Linked DNA regions of Rattus norvegicus: region 2 is linked to region 1. A link is a contact called in public Hi-C data. All regions are on one chromosome and are shown on one strand. Each heading gives the region's core, a stretch centred on a gene start, on an enhancer-like site or on the middle of the called end of the contact. The rest is flanking DNA. Distances are from core to core; before and after follow the strand shown. Region 1 holds the start of Retreg1 (reticulophagy regulator 1). Region 2 overlaps Retreg1 (reticulophagy regulator 1).

Evidence for each region. A called contact is a pair of places that touch in the nucleus more often than the background predicts.
Region 2: a contact with region 1 is called in a Hi-C map of psoas muscle, with 1.6 times the contacts expected there. The contact joins the enhancer-like site here to the promoter of Retreg1 in region 1. A contact is called at or near these places in 2 of 12 Hi-C or Micro-C datasets (mammary epithelial cells and psoas muscle).

What each region holds. Positions count from the first base shown.
Region 1 is chr2:78,064,706-78,068,756 of GRCr8, reverse strand. It overlaps Retreg1 (reticulophagy regulator 1), which reads right to left and starts at 2,633. Exons shown (of 9, transcript NM_001034912.1): 1 at 2,278-2,633. The coding sequence starts at 2,546.
Region 2 is chr2:78,186,609-78,190,258 of GRCr8, reverse strand. All of the region lies in intron 3 of Retreg1 (reticulophagy regulator 1), which reads right to left. It also overlaps the pseudogene LOC134485863. Among named protein-coding and RNA genes, the nearest start is that of Zfp622, 23 kb to the left of the region's middle. Within about 2 kb of position 1,463, at least 20 of the 93 cell types and tissues checked have an H3K27ac peak or open chromatin away from gene starts, as enhancers often do.

The DNA of each region.
Region 1 (4,051 bases), core at 1,384-3,883:
GTGACCAACCAACCCAGCCATGTTTATGAGCTCCAGGGTTAGTAGAAAGCCTGTTGGAAAAAACTAACAAGGGCAATTAAAGAGGCCCTCTGGCTTCTACTACATGCACAAACATAGATGTAGACCAGAACACCCATAAACTCCTCGCATACCCCATACACACACACATGCATACATGCAAGAATACATCACAGGAAAAAATGTTTGTAACTCTTTACATTGTGTAAAATCCATCATATAAAAAGAGCTCCAGTAAGTCAATAAGAAGATCAACGTCCAAAGTAAAGAAACAAACCAGAGTTATAGATAAATAGGCACTGCAGATCATGGTGTCCTTGAACGTAAGAAAAGCAATCAATCTTAGACAAATGCAAATTTAAAACCATACCAAAGTGCCCTTTCCACTTACTAGATTTACAAGAGTAAAACACTTTTCAAAAGCTTCTTGGCAAGAGTATAGAGGAGCGCGCTGTCACACTCACTGGTGAGCAAATGATCTGGCAGAACCCCAACAACAGTATGGTGGTCAGACCCACAATACAGAGACATCCATCAAAATGCAAGGGCACATGCCCCCTGACCCAACTGTTTCTCTTACCGGACTCACCCTTTAAAAGGTTTCAGATATACAAAATGATACACAGTACAAGACTCAGCTGTCACATTCAAAATGCACATGCTGGAAACTACATCTTAGGAGGTGGGTTCCATACTCTTGGAAAAGAATTCTATGCATTGACAAAACAAGGTGTATTCAACAAGGCACCAGCCCTTAAACGAAGAATCCTTACTATGCCAGCCCACAGTTTGCACAACACAGAGAACTTCTGCTGAAACAGGCACTATAAAAAAAAAAAAAAAAAAAAAAGGCCTCAGAGAGCAAGCTAGCAGCCCCTGTGGCCTCTGGGAGGAAGCTGGAGAGCTGGGATGGGCGTGGGAAAGAGATTTTCAAAGAGAGAAGATTTTCAAAGTGTTTACATTTTTGTACCTTCAAGCTTTAGAACTGTGGTGTTTTTTAAGTAAATAAAACTTTAAAATCTAAAACATGTTGCTTATTAGTAAATAATTGAGACACAGCCCTAAGACTCAGTATCCTGCCCAGTCTAGCACAACATAATATAACCTCTTTATTTAAGGGCCAAGGTAACTTTACAACAGGATAGAGACCTGGGATAAACTTCAGAAACAGCAACACTGGGAGACCCAAAGTTAATTAACATCCACAGACAGCAACAAGACACAGCTCGTTTTCAGAGTAAACCAAGACCAGCAGGGATCTGAAGAAAATCCTTCACGTTGCTCAAGTTATTAATCTAGAAAAAAAAAATAACAGGCTACGGTCTCTTTGTATGCATTTATTTATTTCCCAACTTTGGGGTTACGAAATCTACGTCCTGTGAATAGGTACTTGTTAGCGAAACTGCTTATTCCGTACTTCGAGGGCTATGCATGTTATGAAGACACTTAGCAAACAAAGGTTTTTCTTCGCCCTTGATGAACTAGTACCAGACGAAAACGCTCATCATTCCGCGGTGGAGCCGGACACTGCCTGATGCTTACCTAGGCAGAACACTTTCTGGTGAGGTAAACCTGTTGATTGAGGGGCTACTTAAAGAAAATCCCCCGAATATTCCCTCTGGGGTTTGCCTGAAATTACTACCCATCCCCACCTATCCTCCACCCCCACAGCTATGCAATCTTGGGGCGGGGCGATGTACCTAATCCACCTGTTTGTTTACCTCCTTCTTTCTCATCTGGGATCAAAGACAGTAAACCCTACCCTCCAGGGAAAAGAAAAACAAATCATTCGCTGTCCATCTCTGGTGGCTGACGAAGGTAGCAGTGCTCAGAGGATACCTAAGGTGGTCCAGATATGTCTCTGGGTGCAAAAATTAATTCAAGACCACGGGCCTCTGTACCCCCATACTTGAAAGTACAGGTCAAGACCTGAGAGTTAACAATACCAGGGCCGAAGTTTTCAAGAGCTCTGGAACATCCCTAGATACAGGAGCACACGTGGGTCAGCTGACCATCACCTCCCCTTGGAGACTGGACACCCTCAGCAAGGGTGACAGCCACTCACAGGGAAGTGCGTCTGGAGGAAAGTTGAAGTGGGTGACTACCTGTTTCAGACAGGTGACCAAGCAAGTGGGACCAGACTGTCACTTCCACCGCAGCGACGCCCAGCTCCCCCTCCCCCAGCCAGGCCACATCCGGCCATGGGCGCCCCAAGGTCACCTGCCCTCTGGGGCGCCCCCACCCAGCCCGAGCGCTCACCAGAACAGCAGGTTGGCACCCAGGAAGGCGAGCAGGCTGCGCAGCGGCCTCTTCCAGCTCAGGAGCTCGTCGGCGCGCCAGCCCAGCCACAGCACGGGCTCCCCGAGTAGCCAGGTCAGGGCGGCGGCCACTCTGCCCGCGGCCTCCTCCACCTGCGGCCCGGCGCCCTCCGGCCCTGCCTCCTCCCCGGGAACCCCGGGTCGCGGTTCCTGCTCCTCCGTAGCTGGGCATCCCTGCGTGGCGTGCTCCTCCGGCGCCGGGCTCGCCATCTTCAGCGGTGTTTTGCTGGCGGGGACGGGGATGGGGACGGGGACAGGGAGGGAGGCGGGCGGGCACGCGCGCGCGCGCGCCTGGCGGTGAGCGCCGGGAGAGCAGCGAGGACAACGGGGACCGGTCCGGGTGCAGGGTGCGCACCGCGGGGTGCCGGCGGCTGAGTGCCTTGTGACGTCAGGCCTGGCCGCGCCGGGAAAGAGGGTGCGGTCAAGTTCGTGTAGGGGCGGGGCCGCCCTAGGTCTGGCTGAACATCCTGGGCTGGGCTCCGTGGGTGCGAGCTGTGCAGCGTCCCTGGGGAGCTGGGGACCAACGAAAATAGTCCCTTTTCCCTTCTGGATGAGGGGCCCAGGTAGAGGACTAGCCCCAAGGGGAGTCTGGGCTTTGAATTATAAAAGGAGGAAGGGGGCGCATTCCCACTTTCTCCAGTCACAGCAGACACTCGTCCATCCCTCAGTATTGAAGAAAATAACTGAGTGCTCCTGGCCATGTATTTCCTCACTCAGGACTCAGCACGCCCTTGTCCAGGTCCCTTGCAGGAACAGCCTTCGTAACTGTGTCAGATGCAAACGCTGACTTGGGAAACGAAGAAAAGCACATTTGGAGTCAAGGAAGGACGTCTGGTTTGGCCCTCTGATTTTAAGAGTAAGGACCCACCAGGCCATAGGGCACAGGCTGGTGAAGTCGCTTCTAGTTAAGGGAGCTGAAGGCTCTGAAGTGAGAGTTGTTCTTTGCAGATTGTCAGCGAGCTGATCAGGAAGCAGAGAGGCCAGAGGGTGGCCTGTGGCCCTACTGTGCTAGTGTGCCAAGCTTTGGAGGTGGTTGCTTCGGTAGATCTGTTGTGCGTGTCACAAGGCGGCCTCAGAGGTGGAGAATCCTAGAGCTCCCCATGTGGTTCTCCTGGTTGAATGTTGGAAAGACTAGAATGAAAGACCCTTCTTCAATCCAGAGAGTGCATGCATCAGGGTACCTGGCATCCTCTACTCATACTCTGTATCCAGCCTGCATTCACGGTATGGTTTTGGTGCATTCTCAAAGCAACGAGAGCCCACTGCCTGGGGTTAAGGTTTGTAATGCTAATCTAGATGGCCACTATATACCTCTGTTTCTATGTATGCAAACATTTATTTATACATTGCAGGCTAGATGTCAGCAGTTATCTGAATGTATGTTGTATTTGAAGGAATTACATGTCTTGGATTCACACAAAAGTTTGTTAACCACCTACTACGTGCCTGGTACACCACTGGGTCCTGTAGATGTGGATTCTACCTGCAAGAGATTCACAATCCAAAAGGTGCCGCTTAAAATTGATAATAAATGTGGCAACGGAAATCCTCAGGGCCAAGAGATTTCTCCTTTAAACTGAATCCAAAAATCATGTTTCAGAAGGGTTTGGTATGTAGATAGCATCTTTCCTGACTTGTTAAAGCTCGGAGAACAGTCTTTCTGATCGGAGTTCAGCTTGAGAAAAGGTTACATGATTTGCAGGTGTAGATCAGTC
Region 2 (3,650 bases), core at 214-2,713, 120 kb before region 1:
GTGTGTGTTGGGGGAGGGGCTAGAATATAAATGAATCTTGAAGTTCCAGTTTGAATTCTTGGTACTGCTAAGACCAAACAAGAAGCAGTGTAGAAAGCAAAGTCATCCACAGACTAAAGTCAATTTCCTTTTGCATAAAGCTGGGTTTTTTTTTTTTTTTTGGTTTGTTTGTTTTATTTCTGCCATTTGTAACAAAATAAAATACTAACACTTTTTAAGCTAAAATAATGGAAAAGTGTACATTTTAAATGATGAGGTAGACAACTATTAAAATTAATTACAGAATAAGATTACACAGATTAGCAAGATGTTGTATTTAGGTAACTTTATTTTTTGGTTGAAAAGAGCCAGAAAGGTTGAATAACAATTCAAATAAACCCAGTAACCCATTTCCAATCCAGGGTGTAATGCAGCATGAATCTACCACAGACAACACCTTCCAGGGGACAGGCATTCTTCCTCCTTACAAACTCAATAGCCTTAGTTAGTCGTCATGTCTGATTTATTATATCCCAGGTTACTGCCAAAGAGGTTGAGGTCTAGAGTCTTCATCTATGTCTATGTGGCTCAAGGTCAGAGCATGGAACAGGAGTGACCAGCACAGGGGCACAGGAAGTACACCGTTCACACTGGAGCATACAGATCACTTCGGAGATGAATGGCGAAGGACAGCCATCCCTAACTACCATTAGTCAAGACAGAGACATGTAAAGAGCCGCCCTGACTCCTGTCAAAATTGGGCCTAAGGAATCAAGGTTCCTCTTCTCTCTTTCAAGCACATTAGCAGTCCCCACAAGCAATCCTACAGTCTGAGGCCAGCCGCTCAGACTAAATTATATCCTCTGTATAATGAAGGCCATGTCTGCGGTTAGCTCCGTCGGTGAGCACAGTCTCAGATAATCACCACGTGATCCCTTTCTCTCAGCCAGTCATCTCGACACCCTGCGAGTCAGGACTGGTGTGCTAGTCTCCATTCTATCCCAGATCAGGAGACCTGTTACTGACAGCCATGCCTTTTAGATTGTTTTCATGATCCTTGTAACGCTCACTCCCCATTAGATTTTAAATCACTTTAGAAATTTGTGGACACTGTTCTGACCTCTCTGAGACAAGCAGAAAGGGATAGACATATATCTCACTTGATACAGTGCTTCACACACACACACACTTTTCTGGGAACTTTGTAGATTTTTCATAGTCCGGTGTGAAACTGTGATCCAATAATCATTTTAAAACATATTTAGAAGATTCCCGGCAGAGCACTATAAGAGACTATTTCACAGTGTGATTTTATTGGATATAGGAAATACATATAAATTGAAGGGAAACAGTATTTTTCAGAAAGTTAGCCATGTCATCGTCCTATGTGACAAGCTTTTAAAAAGGGATTTGTAATAACTTGTCACCTAGCAACTGTGACAAACAGCTGGTCCAGCCCTCGCACCTATAAATATGTTTTGGCCTAGAGACCTTTCATTCTCGGCGAGTGACTCAGGGTCTCATGCTCACGGCTGGTGACCATCTGTTGATGCTAATTCCTGTTGAATTTTTCTTAGAAAGGTCAGTCAATATCTGGTTACAGACTTGAACATTTCTTAGTGTAACGTGTCGGAATTTTTTTTTAAATCCTCTGGAGACTTGCTGTGCCCTCTGTGAGTGAATATGTGTAGGGAGAGGAACAAAATAAGAACAGGGAAATGTCTCTCTCCACGACGCAGAATTAGAGCCGTGACGGAGCAAATGGGATGTGTCAACTGGAGGATTAAACAAGCAAGCAGAAGATTAAACAATTCTAGAGCACTCAGAGGAAGCTCTCACTTTCTCAGACCAATTAGCCAAGGGGCAGCTTCTCCCAGGGGCAGAGAGGAAGAGGCGTCAGCTCAGGGCCTGTTTTTCCTACCCATTGTAGCTGAGCCCCACCTTTTTAGGGCAACTTAGTGTTCTGTTCAGACCCCTCATACACGCACACACACACACACAAACATGTACACTTACACAGCCTCACTCATGCATGTACACATACCTCTCTGTCTTCCTCCCTCCCTAATTTGAAAAGGAGCAGTAATTGGCCACTCTTTGAGACTATCCTTCTCCTTGTATCTCAAACTACACAGTGCCACTTTGGGGCAGGGAGGTACTGACTATCTAATCCATCTCCTAGAAGGAAGCTTTCTTCTGCTAGCTGTGAGATTCTTTGGAAGTGTCCGAGGATAAGATGCCAGCCGCTTTCAACATTCCTGCCTTTGTTAGTGTTTAATAACTAAATTCTATAAGGCAAGGGCCCAAGCAAGGAAATGACCTTCCCAAGTAGAAGACAAGCACTCAATTGAGGACAGGTTGACGACTAAGATGCCCTTCCTTCTTGAATACCAGCGCCAAGATTTGATTCAATCACTTCACTGTCCCTAAGCAGGAAAAGACTTCCACTATATCCTCAGAGGGCAGATAAAAATCAGAGTGAAGAAACGGGCTTCACGGAAAGCAAACTGTCATTGTGGAGCAACTTTGCTAGCTTCGCATTCTATTTGATCTGTAGTTGCCAGCAAATTACAGTCCCGGATCTACTGCAGTTGGGCTCAAAAGTAAATGTCTGTTCCCTGCTTTTTTGACCTTGGGTTTACTTGTATGATACTGGTGGCAATTTTTTTTTAAAGAACATGTTTCTTAGAATTGAAAAAAAAATTAGTTAGCAACATAATTCCTGATTTTGCTCGTTAGAGAATAGACTGGGTCTAATCTAAGCCTGAACTGACAGAATTACCGAGTCAGTCCACATTGTGTCTGATACAAAGTCCAATGAAAATTAACTGTGATGTATGTGATAAAGAAGGAAAACTTGGCTTATGACAAAACTCGGTGATTCTCCTGCATAGCACAGGTATTAACTATTAAAGTGGTGGACCATTTGGCTGTAGGTCACATTCATGCCTTGAGCCCTTCTTTAAAGAGTACATTATTTGTTTCTCTCTACAGGTAAGCCAGCAATGGAAGGAAATAACCAGCAGCTTTTAAAAGAATGCAACCAAAATGACCGCACTCTATCAGGCACAAAAACAACTTCATTCTCAACGGGGGACCTCTGCTTTGCTACACTGAAACAGATTTTGGAAAAAAAAAAAAAGAAGAACCGGTGTAAATGGTGCAGGTGTTAACAGTAAATAAGCCTAATGCAGTACCCAGGGGCGGCTTGAAGGGAGAATGGGTGCAGTATGAATTTAGGGGTGTGGAAGGCACAATCAAGAAAGTGCATGACGAAAGGTGACACTCCTTAAGTGTTGCCACAGTCTGGAAAGAAGCCAATCTGTAATGAGATGTCCCAGAGTGAAACAAAACCGTAAACATAAAATTTTCCTGCCTGAGGTAGACGGTGTTTCTATAGGAGCATATTTCTTCCACCTCCTTATACTCACACATGGCAATAGGAATCTGCCCGCGGATGGAAAGGGTTAGTCCTTCGGTGTGTTTGTAATACAGAAGTCGGCATGTATATCTGTGAAGGGCTGCCTGCAAACAGCTGTTTAAAGAGGCACTCTACTGCTTCACTTTCGTAGGAAGCACGATTAATTTGCTGCAGAAGCCTCCCTTTTAGAACGTGTATTCCTAAATGGAAGGGAATACAATATAATGAAAGAGCATAGGGACAGTCTAGG